Regions from separate parts of the Mus musculus genome. Here all the other regions are linked to region 1. A link is a contact called in public ChIA-PET, HiChIP or PLAC-seq, Micro-C and promoter capture Hi-C data. All regions are on one chromosome and are shown on one strand. Each heading gives the region's core, a stretch centred on a gene start, on an enhancer-like site or on the middle of the called end of the contact. The rest is flanking DNA. Distances are from core to core; before and after follow the strand shown. Region 1 holds the start of Azin1 (antizyme inhibitor 1). Region 2 overlaps Rims2 (regulating synaptic membrane exocytosis 2). Region 3 holds the start of Rims2 (regulating synaptic membrane exocytosis 2). Region 4 overlaps Ubr5 (ubiquitin protein ligase E3 component n-recognin 5). Region 5 has its middle 13 kb from the start of Cthrc1.

Region 1 (2,700 bases), core at 104-2,603:
AAACCAGGCTAACTTTGAACTCAAGAGATCCATCAGCTTCTGCCTTCTTATGCTGGGATTAAAGGCATGCACCACCTCATCCAGCTAGAAAAAGGATTTTAAATATAAGGGGAGGGGGGAGGCTACATCCGTCATTTTACTTTAGTAATAAAAGTTTATTAAATAATAGAGAATAGAGAAAAAACGGCCGGGCAGTAGTGGCGCACGCCTTTAATCCCAGCACTTGGGAGGCAGAGGCAGGCAGATTTCTGAGTTCGAGGCCAGTCTGGTCTACAGAGTGAGTTCCAGGACAGCCAGGGCTATACAGAGAAACCCTGTCTCGAAAAACTGAAGAAAAACAAAACAAAACAAACAAGATTAGAGAGAAACCCTGGTGTGGTGGCACGTGCCTTTAGCAGGAGCACCTAGGAGCACCTATATACCAGGCAGAGTTCAAGGCTAGCCTGGTATATAGAGGGAGTTCCAGGACAGCTTGGGTTGCACAGAGAAAGCCTTTCTGGAGAAACAAAACAAAAGAATAAAAAAAAAGAATGACTTCAAACGAGAAATGCAGAGGATTAAAGAGATGTGCCTTTAAGTCATGTAACTTCAGCAACACTGGCCCCGCTTTAATAGGGCTGGGTCTGACTGCATCAACCCTTTTTGAAAATGAAGACAAAGAAAGAAAAGCCACATTTAAAAAAAAAATCTACTGCACCATATTGCAACATGCGAACACGGAGGAACATTCTGGTACGATCAAAGCCTCAGTAACCACACCGGACTGGTTCTTGCTGGCCACGGGGAACTCATTTTCATAACGGAGCTCCGCAACCCATGGAGAGGCGGGAACCTCTCCCTCGGAATACAGTCCCCGGGCATAGTATACAGTTGTTACATAAACTAGTGCACCGAGAAAGCCCCGTGATGGCGCACACCCTCCTCTCCTAAAATACTGGAGTCGGTAAGCCGAGGACCCAGGACGGTCCCGAAGGCTGCCGTCAGCATGGACTAGCTGCCGGCTCACAAAGCGGATCGTTGGCTGCTAGCGTGGCGCGCAGGCGCCGCAAGGGCGAGGGCGCGATCCGCGATCCGCTGGGCCGCGCGCCCTCTGCCCCGCCTACGAAACTAGCAGCCCGCTGGGGAGCGGCTGCAGCGCGAGGGCGGGAAGCGAGCGCCGGGCCAGCACCTGCCAGGCCCGGTGGTCCCGCCCTTCGGCCCCCTAACTGCACAAGGCTGTCCTTCCCCTTCCGCCCCTCCCACATTCCCCGGCGGCACAGGCCCCACCCCCGTCGTGCGGCCGACCGGCCGTCTGTGACGTCAGCAGCCCCCGCCCCCCTGAGTATAAATACTGGCGTCTCTGGCACCGCCTTCCCACACTCTCTGGCTCAACTCTCGCCGCGGTGTTTCCGTTTTTCTCTCTGGTTGTCTCCTGCTCTGCTCTTCTCATCCTTCTCGCTCTGCTGCTCTGCGGAGTGACGAGGCTGAATCCTCTCCCCACCCAGTTCGCGCCTTTCTTCTTTTTCTCGCGCCGCTCCATTTCTCCAGTTCGGCTGCCGCCGCCACTGCTGCTCAGCTGGTGTCGGTGCCGCGCGTTTCCCCCACGTCGTCCCCGCAGCCTATGGCCCAGGCCGCCTTGGGTATTTCTGCTCAAGGTAACCACATCCCTCTTTAAAAATTCCGCCGAAAAAGAGAAGACGCTTTACCCGACTCTTTGGGCCGTTATCTCACGTGAGTACCGGACTTAGGGGCGCGGGAGGGTCCGGCGCCTGGGCTGGGCCACGCCGCCCTCGGTGTCCCCGCAGTGCCCCGCAGCCGGCGGCCTCGAACATGGCGGCCGGCGGCGTGTGTGGCGGCTGCCGGTGGCCCGGGCGGCGGCCGGCGCCTCGCGACCCAGGGCGGCAGCCGACAGCCGCGGTTGAGCGAGGGGGCGTGTGCGCGTGGGGCCGCGCTCGGGGGCAGGCTGGCGGTGGTCGCTGTTCCCTCTCGGCGGCATGCGGCCCCCACCCCACTCCCGTGGTGCATTGCTGTTTCCGGGGAGGGGGTCCGGCGGCAGCCTGGAGGGCTGGGGGTCCCATCGCCCTCTCCCTGTCTCAGTGCCTGCAGGGGGTTGTGGTGCGGAGTGGACGGGCTGCGGCGGCCGGGGCTCCGGGTTATGAATGGAGCGGGGCGGGCCTCGAGCCGGCATCTGGTGACAGCTGGGAGGAGGCTGGATTCTTGCGGGCGGGAGAGGGGGTGCGGAGTGCGCGCTCCCCCTCTGGCGGTGGAAAGTTGACCTCACTCGGGGCCGGCGGCGGGGAAGCCCCGGTGTCAAGTAGCAAGCGAATAGGCCTTTGGCCCTTTCTGGAAACCTCGGCGCTGCTGACCCGCCCCTGCGGCTCTCCTGATTGGGCCAAGTCGCTTTCACTTACCCCAGTCACCTCCTGAAGCCTGGAGATTAGTCACCATGGCTTCGTTTTCTGGTCCTAGCTGTGATCGCGGGGCAGAAAGAGGGCGAAGGGTAGGTTGATGCGGCTTATCAAGGACTCTGTTGGCTGCCAGCGGTTAGTAGTGTTTAAACGTTTTATGGTATTAAGTATCATGAACGTGTGTTACTGGCTGAACGAAGCAAGCAGTTTACACTGTTTACAGCCTCAGGATGTTTGAACAGATTGAACTCAGTTTTGTGGTGGATATCTTAGGTTGTTCTTGTCCTGTGGTGTTTTACCATTAATATATGCA
Region 2 (2,700 bases), core at 138-2,637, 700 kb before region 1:
AATGAGTGTGTTTAATTGGAGGCTGCTGTCCTGTCTACTGACAGTCACAGGACTATGGTCTGTGCACCTTTGCACTTCGAATGTCCAATTTGACATGAATCCTAGAGGACCTTGGCATTAGGATTTCAGTTTAGAGATCACAGCTTTTGTTTTTAACATTTTGTAGATTTTTGTAGAGCTTATTTAATTTTTTCACAACGAAATGTTATGATGGTGCTGAAACTCTAGTCAAAGCATCTCATTTTTATTTATTTTTTTATCTTCTACCCACAACTGGCCAAAAATGAAAACTCTTCTTCAGTATCAAAAGATTTCCTGTTCCAGGGCTGGGAAGAGCAGCTCAGTAGCTCAGAGAGTAAAGTGCTTACTATGCAAACATGAGGACATAAATCCACATCTCCCCGAATCCACAGAAAGCCAGACATAGTAGCCCACAGCAAGTGTAGTCCAGTGCTCCTACGTCGGGATCAAAGATGGGGACAGGAGAATTTCCGGATGCTTGAGAAACAGCTAGTCTGTCTTACAAAGCTTTCTAAAAACTAAGAGCCTGTGTCAAGGTGGAAGGAGCAGGTGAATACTGGATGCTGTCCTCTGACCTCCACATGAATGCATGTCACACCCACACACATAAAGAAATATGCACACACACATTAAATACACACACAAAGACTAAAAGATTTCATATCTCATATATCTTGTGTAAGCTAAAGTTAATGCAAATTTTTAAACAAAGTTTAATTTGTATCTAGCCTTCAAAAAACTTTTCCTGCTCCTTAAGTGTGTTCTGGTCCACACTGTTTTATGCAAATAGCTACACTTACTGCAATTAAAATTTACTGATCCAGAAGTTAAGCATACCATTTTTATGTCAATACCAATTTTTGCTGATCTTGTAAAAACGTCAAACCCAGACAAGATTTTTAAGGATAAATTATAAATAACTGTCGTAGACACTGCCAAACTTTACAGTATCAATCCTATTAACCCACGACTTATTTCTTGTTCTTCCACATGATGAGATACATTCCTTCTACTCTAACCTAGGCATGATCATAAAACATGCTTTGTACAAAATGTAAGCAGAAGTTATGCATGCACTTCTGAGAAGAAACTTAAGGAGACAATTTGATTCAACACTGTTCTCTACTGCTCTATGCACAACATTACAGAGAGTGTGTGCATACATAATAGTCTATGCCGGGGATGATAATGGTGCAGAATAGACACACGCACCCCGTAGCCCAGAGAAAGAATCATATAGAATAAAAAGTAAGTCAATGCTGTTCTACATATGGGCATTTGAGGACAGCATCGTCTATGACAGGCAGCCTATTAAAAATCCACTGCCTCTCGGTTCCAAATCTACCCTTCTCTGCCCAGCTTTGTATTTTTCCCTGGGGTGCAATGTTAAGATTTGACAGTAGAGGGAGCCATGATGACATTAAAGGAAGAAATGTCTCCGTGCTTTGTTGCTTTTGTTTACATGGCTACCTGGAGCTAATGAATACCCACTAGTATTAGACCTACTTGTATGCTTCACCAGCACCCCACAGGCCTTCCTTCCAGCAAATTCTGGAGGCACTCCCACCGGCAAGCTCTTAGTAAATCTGACTGACATTCCAATAAGCTTCCCAAAGGGTTCCTTGAGCACCACAGGCAGCCTATCCACCAAGGCCAACAGCCCCCACAAATGACTTCCTTTCATAAAAACAGACGACTTTGTTTGCCCTAGCTTGGCAAGCACCAGACAGCAAAGTGGGCCGCAGCCACACCTCCACAGTGTCTGAATCTCAGCCTCAGGCACAAAGGAAAAAGCTTCGTCCATTTTTTTCAATTCATGGGTACTCTGCCTCAGGATAATCTATATTAATGTTTTTCTGCTCAAAGAACTATCGTAGCTTCTATATTCTAACTGGACTCTGAAACATGGTCTATGCTAGCATATAACACAATAAATGGTAATATGAATGTATGTTAATATTTAGGGGTTATTTGTTGGATTTTATTTCACAGCTACTTCTAACATCCATGACTGCCAAATGATCTGATCACACTTTAAACACAGTCATAAAGCTGAACTCACAGAACTACTTTTTTCATTTAAACACACTCTTTGCTACTAATTCCAAAAGAACAAAATTATATACACACACACACACACACACACACACACATATATATATATATATATATACACTTTACTGTAAGAAAAGGAATAACCCCTCACAAACTATGCAGTCACTTGTTTCCCAGCTGAGGCTCTGTATTGTAGGCTGCAGTCTTTAGGGCAGGCATTTGAAAAGTATACTTTCTGCATTTTGCATTTTCTTTGATTGTTGTGTCCATGTTCTCTATGGAATCTTCTGCACCTGAGATTCTCTCCTCCATCTCTTGTATTCTGTTGCTGATGCTCAAATCTATGGTTCCTGATTTCTTTCCTAGTGCCTGGCAAACACAGAAGTGGATGCTCACAGTCAGCTATTGGATGGATCACAGGGCCCCCAATGGAGGAGCTAGAGAAAGTACCCAAGGAGCTGAAGGGATCTGCAACCCTATAGGAGGAACAACAATATGAACTAACCAGTACTCCCCGGAGCTCGTGTCTCTAGCTGCATATGTAGCAGAAGATGGCCTAGGCAGCCATCACTGGGAAGAGAGGCCCCTTGGTCTTGCAAACTTTATATGCCTCAGTTTAGGGGA
Region 3 (2,700 bases), core at 11-2,510, 680 kb before region 1:
TTTACAGATCCAGACAATGACTTTCCAGAAGCAACCGAGATATAAAAAATCATAAAACATTTAAAAGCAAACCTGTAGAAACAATCTCAGCTACAGTGCTACACTGACAAGGAATCCCAAAGTAAAGGAAAACTCATTCTGGACAGTTCCCTGGTGCTGAAGTTACACCGCCTCTAAACCGATGCTTGGGTGCTACTTTCACGCCTCCCACCCTCGCCAAAACCCCGCTGGCTGGACTGTGAGCAAACATAGTAGAACTTCACAAGCAGGGAGCAACCCAAACTGCCACGATGGTAGGAAGTGGAGTCTCCTCGGGATCCTACAGATTTACTAGTTGCAAACAGGAAGAACAGCAGCAGAGTGCAGGGTGTTAGCACCCGCCGAGGGGGAGGGGCTGGAAGATGGCGGCGGCCGCACACCCACCCGAGACGAGACGAGACCGCGCTTAGGCCCCCTCGCCCGCCCCGCAGCCTTCCTGTCCGCTGCGACCGTGGGCAGCGCAGCTCCTCCCGGGGCTGGGGACGGAGCCGGCCCTCGCAGGCGCGGGACGAGCGACCCCGGTGGCACCGGCACCCCGGGCCTGGGCGCTTCACCCGGGTCCGGCCCGGGAGCACCTGTGCACGGCCATATTGGATTCCTTGCCCCAGTCACTGCCTCCGCGCGGGGGCGGCGGGAAAGGAAATGGGACGCGAGGAGCCAGGGTTCAGCCTCATCCCGGGAGCCGAAGTGGCCCGCGGGGAAAGCCGGAGGGCGCCGGGGAAACCGCCGCCTCCCCGAGCTCGCCACCGTCACCTCAGCCGGCCTCGGCGCCCTCCCTCCGCGACACACACCCCCGCGGCTGACAACTAGAAAGCGACCCTGGCGGCCGCGGGCCGCAGCCCTCGTGGCCCCCGCGCCACCGGCGGGGAGGAAAGGCGGCGATCCCCGGCGCGCGGGCGGTCGCGGGGAAGCGGCCGAGGGGGGCGGAGGGCAGGGAGGGAGGCGGGAAGATGGAGCCGGGTCCTTACTTGAGCACGGACTGCTCCTTCTCCTCTTCTTTCTTCTGACGATCCATGACAGCCAGGATGATTTTCCTCTCCTCTTCCGTGAGGTGGCTGAGGTCCGGCATCTCGGGCTGCGGAGGAGGTTGAGAGGCCGCCGGGGTGGGAGCCGGGCGGCCCCGGGGCCCGAGCGGAGCCGACATGTTTGGCGGAGCCGAACCACCCTAGGGAAGCAGGGAGGCAACTCCGCTGGCAGCCGCGGCTCGGGCGCGGGCGGCTGGGGCAGCCTCCGGGGCTGGGACAAATGCATACAAATCAATGGCCTTCAATCCGAGGCGACAGCCCCCCTCCCCCAGGAAAGAAGGCAGGGGGAGGGGAGGGCCGAGGGGGGAGGGCTGAGGAGTGCGCTCGGGGAAATGTTTCTTCTTCCCGGGGGCGAAGGGCTGCCAAGTGAGCGGTTCGCGGGAGCGAGGAGCTGGAGGCCCCGACGCCGAGTGCGCGGAGCGGCGGGGGAGGGCGGTGGAGTAAGGTGGCGGGGACGGCTGAGGGTGGGGTGACTGGAGGGAGGCGGCCGCGGGCCGGGGCGCGAGTGTCCGGCGCGGCGGCGGAGCGGAGCGGGAAGCGCTGCCCGCGAGCCCGACCCCTGGGGAGTCCCGGGAACTCGCCCCGAGCGCCCGGAGGCGGCGAGAGCGGCCGTCCCGCCGGCTGGCGCGTCACCGGGCTCCGGGGCTCCGCGAGGGAGGACCCCTCCGGGAACCACGAGGCGCGGGCTGCGGCAGGGGACCCCAGCCCCCACCCCGGCCCCAGACGGCCGATCTTCCGGCCCGCGGCCCGCGGCTGCCAACGCCCGGACCCAAGTGAGCTCGCGCGCGCCGCGGGGCCGGCCGCCCGCCGCGCCTCATCACGCGCCCGCCCGGGGTCCCGCCGCCGCCGCCCCCAGTGTCCGCGGAGTCGGCGCGGCGGGCCCGCTAGGTGCACTCGCCCGCGCCGCCTCTGCCTCGCCGACTCTTCCCGCCGGGCCCGTGTCCCCTGCGAACCGCCCAGGCCCGGACTCGGCCGACGCTCGCCCCGGACCCTGCTAACGGCTGGGGCGGGGCGGGGAGCTGTGAGGAGCAGGGCGGCGAGGGAGCGGGCGCCCCGGGGTGCGGGGCTGTGGGCGGTGGGGGCGGGAGGATCTCAGGTGGCTGGCGCCGAGCCTGAGGGACCGGGCGCCCCCCGAGCTGTCCCGGGCGGGGTACTGGACCCTGGACGAGGGAAGATCGGAGCAGGTGGGTGTCCCTGCGGTGTCAGCGGCCCGGGACTCGCAGCGGGGAAGAGCCTGAGGGAGTGGAAAGGACCTGGGCGGGAGTGCGGAAGTTCTGGAAAACTGGGTTGTCGGTACCCGCTGCACGGAGAGGTACAGAAGACAGGATGCTGGGGCGGTTTGCCCGAGGCGATTGGAAGGTGTAAGAGGGAAAGGGTCAGATCACGTCCCCGGAGGAATCGGGCCGTTCAGCCCCTTTCTGCCGGTCACTCTAATCTAGAGAAGAGTCGTTATTGGAGCGTTAGCCTGATTTTAGAAAGCCTGGAGACAGGCTCAGTCAAAGAACAGAAGAAAACCGACTCCAATAGGAGGGAGGTGGCCACCACCGGCGCGGGCTCTCAGAGAAGCCCAGCGCAGCCCAGACAGCTCTCCCTCGGGGCGGGGCGAGCCAGCTGAGGTGATCTGGATCACCCCCTC
Region 4 (2,700 bases), core at 21-2,520, 520 kb after region 1:
CCTGGAGAGCAGCCTCGTTTGCTCTGCAGTAACCGAATTCTTTTCTTCTGAATTTCTCTGTAGTATTTTTACAGTTTAGGAAGTAAGTCAACATACATCAAATAATTGTATTTGCTAAAGGAACTTGTTTGTGTGAGTCAGGGTGTTGTGTACCCCAGGTCTCCCTCAGACTCACTGTGGAGGTGAGCATGGCCTTAGGCTTCTCACCCTTCTGCTTCCACTTCCCAACTGCTGGGACTAGAGGTGTGCATGACTATGCCAAGATCCAGTCAGAGCTACACGCACGCACACGCACACGCATCGAGCAAGCACTCTACCAGCTGAACTACATCTCTAGCCCACCTTCTTTTCTTTCATTCTAATGGGGAAATGGTTGATGGCTCAGTGGGTAAGGACATCATTGTCCAGCCTGTGACCTGAGTTCATTATTATTCATTTACTTATCATTTACTTATGTGTGTGTAAGTGTTTGTGAACATAAGTATGCATTTGCGTGTGAGGTCAACAACAATGTAGTATTTTGTCTCCCTCGCACTGGATGAGATCTGATTTCAGACCTTGTACTACTGCTGCCTGTGCGCTGAGCTGTCTCACTAGCCCACGCAGTCTATTTTCTTTTTTCTTCTTTCTTTTTTTTTTTTTTTTTGTTTTTGAGACAGGTTTTCTCTGTCTCTCCTGGAATTCACTGTGTAGACCAGGCTGGCGGTGAACTCAGAAATCCTCCTGTCTCTGCCTCTGGGTGCTGGGATTAAAGGTGTGAGCCACCACGCCTGGCCGGCATGTTTTCTTAAAAACTACTTCAGTGGTAAAATATTCAGCACTTTGGAAGCTGAGGCAGGGTTTCAAATTTAAGGCCAGTCTGGGCAACATAGCAAGAGCCTGTCTGACTTTTTTCCCTCTAAAGGAAGTCAGTCATGATTCAGCAGTGGAAAGTTTGGTGTGGAGAGAACAGGAAAGGAGTCTATAATCTCCGGAGATTTAGCGGCTGTGTGCTTACAGTCAGTGTTTTGTGTTGGCGATCCCCATGCACTCCTAAAGATTGTACATACAGTCTTTACGTCTCTGTGTAAGTCAGGTACCTGAACTGCAATATTAGAATGTTATTTATCTTGACATGTTAGTTAAAAAACAAGGTTTTAAGTTCTTTCTTGAAGAAAAAGAGATGAAAACAGGGCAGGTGGATGTGGGTGCTGCCCAGACACTGGGGCTCTGCAGGGCAGGAACTAAATTGTTGTGCCAGAGTCTACTGATTACAGTACTTGAGTAATTTGTCCATCGTGAGCAGCCAGTACTTTTTTCTGCAGAGCAGCTGGCTCTCTGATTTCTTTTCCCTGTCTTAACCACTGTGCCTTCTTAGTTCCTACTCGTAGGATAGACCAGCTTTTCACACCTATATTGATTATTTGGTGAAACTTTTGCCCTTTTTATTTATTTACTACTTTTCTAGGAAGTGACATGGAGCTAGATTTGTTAGCAGCAGCTGAAACGGAAAGTGACAGTGAAAGTAACCATAGTAACCAAGATAATGCTAGTGGGCGCAGAAGTGTTGTCACCGCAGCCACTGCTGGCTCAGAAGCAGGTATGTTGTTGCTTTATGGGTTAGCTGTTTTCAAAGGGAGTTTATAATTGTATGTCTGATGGGTAGCCAGAACCTTTTTGTAATTTTATTTCTTTTTCTTTGACAGTTCTTATTAGCTTTTGTTTTAGTAATGGATTAGTTTTAAAGTTTATTTCAAAGAGTTCTTTTCTAATTGAAATATTTTTATGATGGCTTCACAGTATTATATATTACCTGTCACAGTTGAACATAATATTTTGAGAGGCACATTGTAAAGTTAATTATCAATGAATTTACAGTGTTTTTGGTTTTAAAAATTAAAACTTTAGGAGCGAGCAGTGTTCCTGCCTTTTTTTCTGAAGATGACTCTCAGTCAAATGACTCAAGTGACTCTGACAGCAGTAGCAGTCAGAGTGATGACATAGAGCAGGAGACCTTTATGCTCGATGAGCCACTAGAAAGGACAACGAATAGCTCCCATGCAAATGGTGCTGCCCAGGCTCCTCGCTCCATGCAGTGGGCTGTCCGAAATCCGCAGCATCAGCGAGCAGCAAGCACAGCTCCGTCCAGCACATCTACGCCAGCAGGCAAGTCTGGAAACTCGTGTCATTTCTAGGAGTGTTCCAACATGTTTATCTAGACAGCAACGTTTTATAAACATGCCTTTTGTTGAGTATCAAATATAAGAAGTACATAAACCTTACTATATCAAGACTTCTTACTCTCTGCACTGTTGCTTTGGGCTGGGTGATTCTTATCTTTGAGGTCTTTTGTCAGGTGTTGCTTACACCCATTGCCTTTATCTGGTAGACATCAGTAGTATTCCCAGCCCTGTGTTCTTCACGACTCTCCTTGTAACAGCTAAAAGTGTCTGCACACATTGCCAGATGCTTGCTTTTGTAGTGGTTATGAAGTACAGAATTATTCCTGGATGATAATGTATTAACTTCTTGTCCACCTTAACACTCTCTTCCCCCAAACTTATATAGGAGAGGTATACTTTTTTGCTCATGTACATATTATTAGTTGACCATTTAGATTTGTATAAGCCTATATAATGTCACTAGCAGTTAGCAACTATATAAGCTCATGGTAATTGTCCTTTCTCCTTATAGCAAGTTCTGCAGGTTTGATTTATATTG
Region 5 (2,700 bases), core at 144-2,643, 570 kb before region 1:
GTAAGTGTCCAAAATGGAGTCAGCCTCAAGAATGTAACAAATTAGCCGGATGTGGTAGCGCACACCTTTAATCCTAGCACTTGGGAGGCAGAGGCAAGCGGATCTCTGAGTTTGAGGCCAGCCTGGTCTACAGAGTGATTTCCAGGACAGCCAGGGCTAAAAGAGAAATCCTGTCTTGAAAAACCAACAAAACAAAACAAAGAATGTAACAAATTAATGTAATAAATGTAAATAATATGTAAAATGTAATAAAACCATGTTCTAAGTCACATATGGGATTCTGGGTCAGCTCTTACCCTTGGCAACATGTACCTGTGGAGTTTTTATTTAAGTGAAAAATAAATTTATTTTAAAAATAAGTCTCAATTTGGCCTTTCATTTACTTACTGTAGCTAAAACTTTCTAGGTAATACAGACTCCAGTGCTGATGCTAAATTCTGTCTTTCTTCAACCAACTGTCATGGTGGGCCTATGCTTCTCTGAATATTGTTATAACTTGTATGAAGAGTATCTACTTGGGAACCTTAGTGTGATAACATAATTTCTTCAACATCCCTCTAGTAGCTGAGGGAAAGAGTTGGTCCCACCATAGTATGTTTGTCCTCATTCTTAAGATGGTGCAGAGTGGCAAGCACAGGCAAGAGACACAAATGTTTTCACAGTCAAAGAGATCCATCCACATCCTTGAACAACCTCTGCTTGTTTTCTTTCCCCATCCAGTCATTAGCGCTGTCTTTAAGACAGTGGTAGCGATCTATACTTGTGACCGCTGTTCACTCCAGGTAGTGAGTATTACTGCTTCAAGTTGCAGCCTATAAGAGAACTTTCCCTTCACTCATCCTTTGGGACTATGGTGCTACAGCCTTGGATTCAATCAGCATATCTTTTGTGGGCCAATATGCTAGGTTCATTTTTAAATTTTCCAATCAACTGTTCAGCTGTGCCCTCCCCCCAACCTTGAGCAGGCTGGCTCAGACCTTGTTTGCTACAGTTGCTAGCTCACCTATGGTGGAGTCTTCCAACCTAGGTAAAGTCTATTGTCTGCCACACCTGCAGCTTCCTGCAAAAAGCTACCTGCTGAGCAGCTGAGCTTGTTTTCCTGACTGATCCTGACAAAGACCAGGACCACGTGGGGGATGGGTTCCCCCCTCCTTTATAAGCTCAGACTCATAAGTAAACATTAGGCCTTGATCAGAGAACTTTGTCTTGGCTCCCATCTTTCCTTTCAGGAACCCAGTAACCTGTGGTCACTGGTGGCTACATTCAGCAACACAACATGAGTTTGTCTTGAAGCAATTTGAGCTCAGGAATCTTGTTTGTAACTCTGGACTTCCATGCTGTGTTTCTTAAATCTTTCACAATCTCCTTCCTACACACAGCCTAAGAGACACTGAGGTCATGGTGACAGATTCAGGCCACATGGATCACATGATGTTTCTACCAGAGCTCACTACAGTAAGCCAGAAGCTATCTTTAAAAAACAAACAAACCAGCCATCTTCAGTAAAAAGCATAGTTTTCTTTCAAATACAACAAGTCCAGTCTCTCAATGGCCTCTACAGCCCCATGCTTCATCTGGCCATATATGGAAGAAGACAGGGAGGAAAACAAAAACAAAAACAAACAAACAAACAAAAAACACTAGCAAGACCAAAGCCTCTTATCAGAAAAAAAAACAAGCGCTTCCTAGAAGTTTCCAGGAAAGAATGCATGCCTCGACTGCTGCTTTTTGGATGAGCAAACCTGGTACTTGCTAAAATTGTCACTGAATATATTTCTGTTTGCTATAGTTATTGGGTCTGCTGAATCAAAAGTACCATATGATAATGTTATTTCTGCTGCTGCCTGAATTTGCTTCAGAGCCTTTGGGGCTGGTTCTCCTTCAAAACTAATAGCCATAGAGGTAACTATACATGGGTTAAAGAATCACATTCAGATGTTATAAACTGCCCCTAAAACTCAAGAATGGCTAGAAGTGGTGTGTTGTTATTGGGGTTTATTTTTTTTTTTAGAGTTGTTTATTTGGGGGGTTGTTTTTTGTTTGTTTGTTTGTTGAGACAGGGTTTTTCTGTGTAGCCTTGACTGTCCTAGAACTCAATTGGTAGATCATGCTGGCCTTGAGCTCACAGAGATCTGCCTGCCTCTGCCTCTGTCTCTTTAGTGCTGGGATTAAAGGCTTAAGTTACTATGCCCAGCCTGTCTGTGATGTTGTTGATTTTTTTTAATGATTGCAAAAATGTCTTTCCAACAACCTGTCTTTCCCTCTTAAAGAATACATACCAACATACTTCAAGTTATAACCTCTCAGAAATTTTAGTCAAGTTGTGGGCCCCTGAATTTTTGTGGATATTAGTTCTCTCTTTCACTCTAGTTCACAAAAATCTGTAATATATATATATGCTCTGCCATCGTCTGTTGGGTGTTGGCATTTGTTTGTTCCTAGGAGCTCTATACAGATGAGGGGATGAGTGACTAGGCTGAGGAAGGCGTTCCAAATCAATTATCCCGGAGTGGAAGGACAAGGAATAAGGAGACCCAGGTATTTAGTGTTGCTGCTGAGTTTCTGATCATGGTTTATTTCAGGATACCAATGTGATATTTGTGAATGTGAAGCAGTGGGAGGAGAGATGCCAGCTGCTGTACCACATTACTGGTTGTTATAAAACTTAAACTGTAGGGCTGGAAAGATGGCTCAGTGGTT

Evidence for each region. Promoter capture Hi-C pulls out the DNA fragments that hold promoters and counts their contacts. Hi-C and Micro-C count contacts between places; a contact is called where the count stands out from the background. ChIA-PET counts read pairs in DNA pulled down with a chosen protein or histone mark. HiChIP or PLAC-seq counts read pairs in DNA pulled down with a chosen protein or histone mark.
Region 2: a contact with region 1 is called in a promoter capture Hi-C map of stem cell-derived epiblast-like cells, with 3 times the contacts expected there. The contact joins the enhancer-like site here to the promoter of Azin1 in region 1. A contact is called at or near these places in 14 of 39 promoter capture datasets (the 3T3-L1 cell line, 3T3-L1-derived adipocytes, the C10 cell line and 9 more), 1 of 15 datasets of contacts at CTCF or cohesin (the NIH/3T3 cell line), 10 of 484 Hi-C or Micro-C datasets (the Ba/F3 cell line, cardiomyocytes, embryonic stem cells and 6 more), 3 of 115 datasets of contacts at active chromatin or transcription factors (astrocytes, embryonic stem cells and stem cell-derived neural progenitor cells) and 1 of 9 other capture datasets (adipose tissue).
Region 3: a contact with region 1 is called in a Micro-C map of embryonic stem cells, with 4 times the contacts expected there. The contact joins the promoter of Rims2 here to the promoter of Azin1 in region 1. A contact is called at or near these places in 4 of 39 promoter capture datasets (cranial neural crest, embryonic stem cells, frontonasal cranial neural crest and 1 more), 8 of 484 Hi-C or Micro-C datasets (LSK cells, embryonic stem cells, extraembryonic endoderm stem cells and 1 more), 14 of 115 datasets of contacts at active chromatin or transcription factors (astrocytes, embryonic midbrain, embryonic stem cells and 3 more) and 2 of 9 other capture datasets (adipose tissue and embryonic stem cells).
Region 4: a contact with region 1 is called in an RNA polymerase II ChIA-PET map of effector CD8 T cells, with 21 read pairs. The contact joins the enhancer-like site here to the promoter of Azin1 in region 1. A contact is called at or near these places in 15 of 39 promoter capture datasets (the 3T3-L1 cell line, 3T3-L1-derived adipocytes, the C10 cell line and 9 more), 1 of 15 datasets of contacts at CTCF or cohesin (the NIH/3T3 cell line), 15 of 484 Hi-C or Micro-C datasets (cortical neurons, differentiating embryonic stem cells, embryonic stem cells and 6 more), 15 of 115 datasets of contacts at active chromatin or transcription factors (acute myeloid leukemia, astrocytes, bone marrow-derived macrophages and 7 more) and 4 of 9 other capture datasets (adipose tissue, embryonic stem cells, liver and 1 more).
Region 5: an H3K27ac HiChIP or PLAC-seq map of embryonic stem cells shows a contact between it and region 1, with 6 times the contacts expected there. The contact joins the enhancer-like site here to the promoter of Azin1 in region 1. A contact is called at or near these places in 6 of 39 promoter capture datasets (the 3T3-L1 cell line, the C10 cell line, hippocampal neurons and 2 more), 7 of 484 Hi-C or Micro-C datasets (CD4 T cells, the G1E-ER4 cell line, the N1E-115 cell line and 4 more), 6 of 115 datasets of contacts at active chromatin or transcription factors (the SCID.adh cell line, bone marrow-derived dendritic cells, bone marrow-derived macrophages and 2 more) and 3 of 9 other capture datasets (adipose tissue, liver and pancreatic islet).

What each region holds. Positions count from the first base shown.
Region 1 is chr15:38,517,919-38,520,618 of GRCm38.p6, reverse strand. Azin1 (antizyme inhibitor 1) reads left to right here and starts at 1,353. Exons shown (of 12, transcript NM_018745.5): 1 at 1,353-1,710.
Region 2 is chr15:39,216,173-39,218,872 of GRCm38.p6, reverse strand. The region is part of intron 1 of Rims2 (regulating synaptic membrane exocytosis 2); the gene reads right to left. Among named protein-coding and RNA genes, the nearest start is that of Rims2, 19 kb to the right of the region's middle. Within about 2 kb of position 1,387, at least 37 of the 459 cell types and tissues checked have an H3K27ac peak or open chromatin away from gene starts, as enhancers often do. A contact at or near this core is called in astrocytes and stem cell-derived epiblast-like cells, where this site is marked.
Region 3 is chr15:39,196,846-39,199,545 of GRCm38.p6, reverse strand. Rims2 (regulating synaptic membrane exocytosis 2) reads right to left here and starts at 1,260. Exons shown (of 27, transcript NM_053271.2): 1 at 1,008-1,260. The coding sequence starts at 1,183.
Region 4 is chr15:37,997,166-37,999,865 of GRCm38.p6, reverse strand. It overlaps Ubr5 (ubiquitin protein ligase E3 component n-recognin 5), which reads left to right. Exons shown (of 59, transcript NM_001112721.2): 37 at 1,448-1,579; 38 at 1,888-2,145; 39 at 2,674-2,700. The region is part of intron 1 of Gm49085 (a long non-coding RNA gene); the gene reads right to left. Among named protein-coding and RNA genes, the nearest start is that of Gm49085, 37 kb to the right of the region's middle. Within about 2 kb of position 1,270, at least 11 of the 459 cell types and tissues checked have an H3K27ac peak or open chromatin away from gene starts, as enhancers often do. A contact at or near this core is called in effector CD8 T cells, where this site is marked.
Region 5 is chr15:39,088,889-39,091,588 of GRCm38.p6, reverse strand. It overlaps a transcript of Slc25a32 not described here. Among named protein-coding and RNA genes, the nearest start is that of Cthrc1, 13 kb to the right of the region's middle. Within about 2 kb of position 1,393, at least 30 of the 459 cell types and tissues checked have an H3K27ac peak or open chromatin away from gene starts, as enhancers often do. A contact at or near this core is called in bone marrow-derived macrophages and embryonic stem cells, where this site is marked.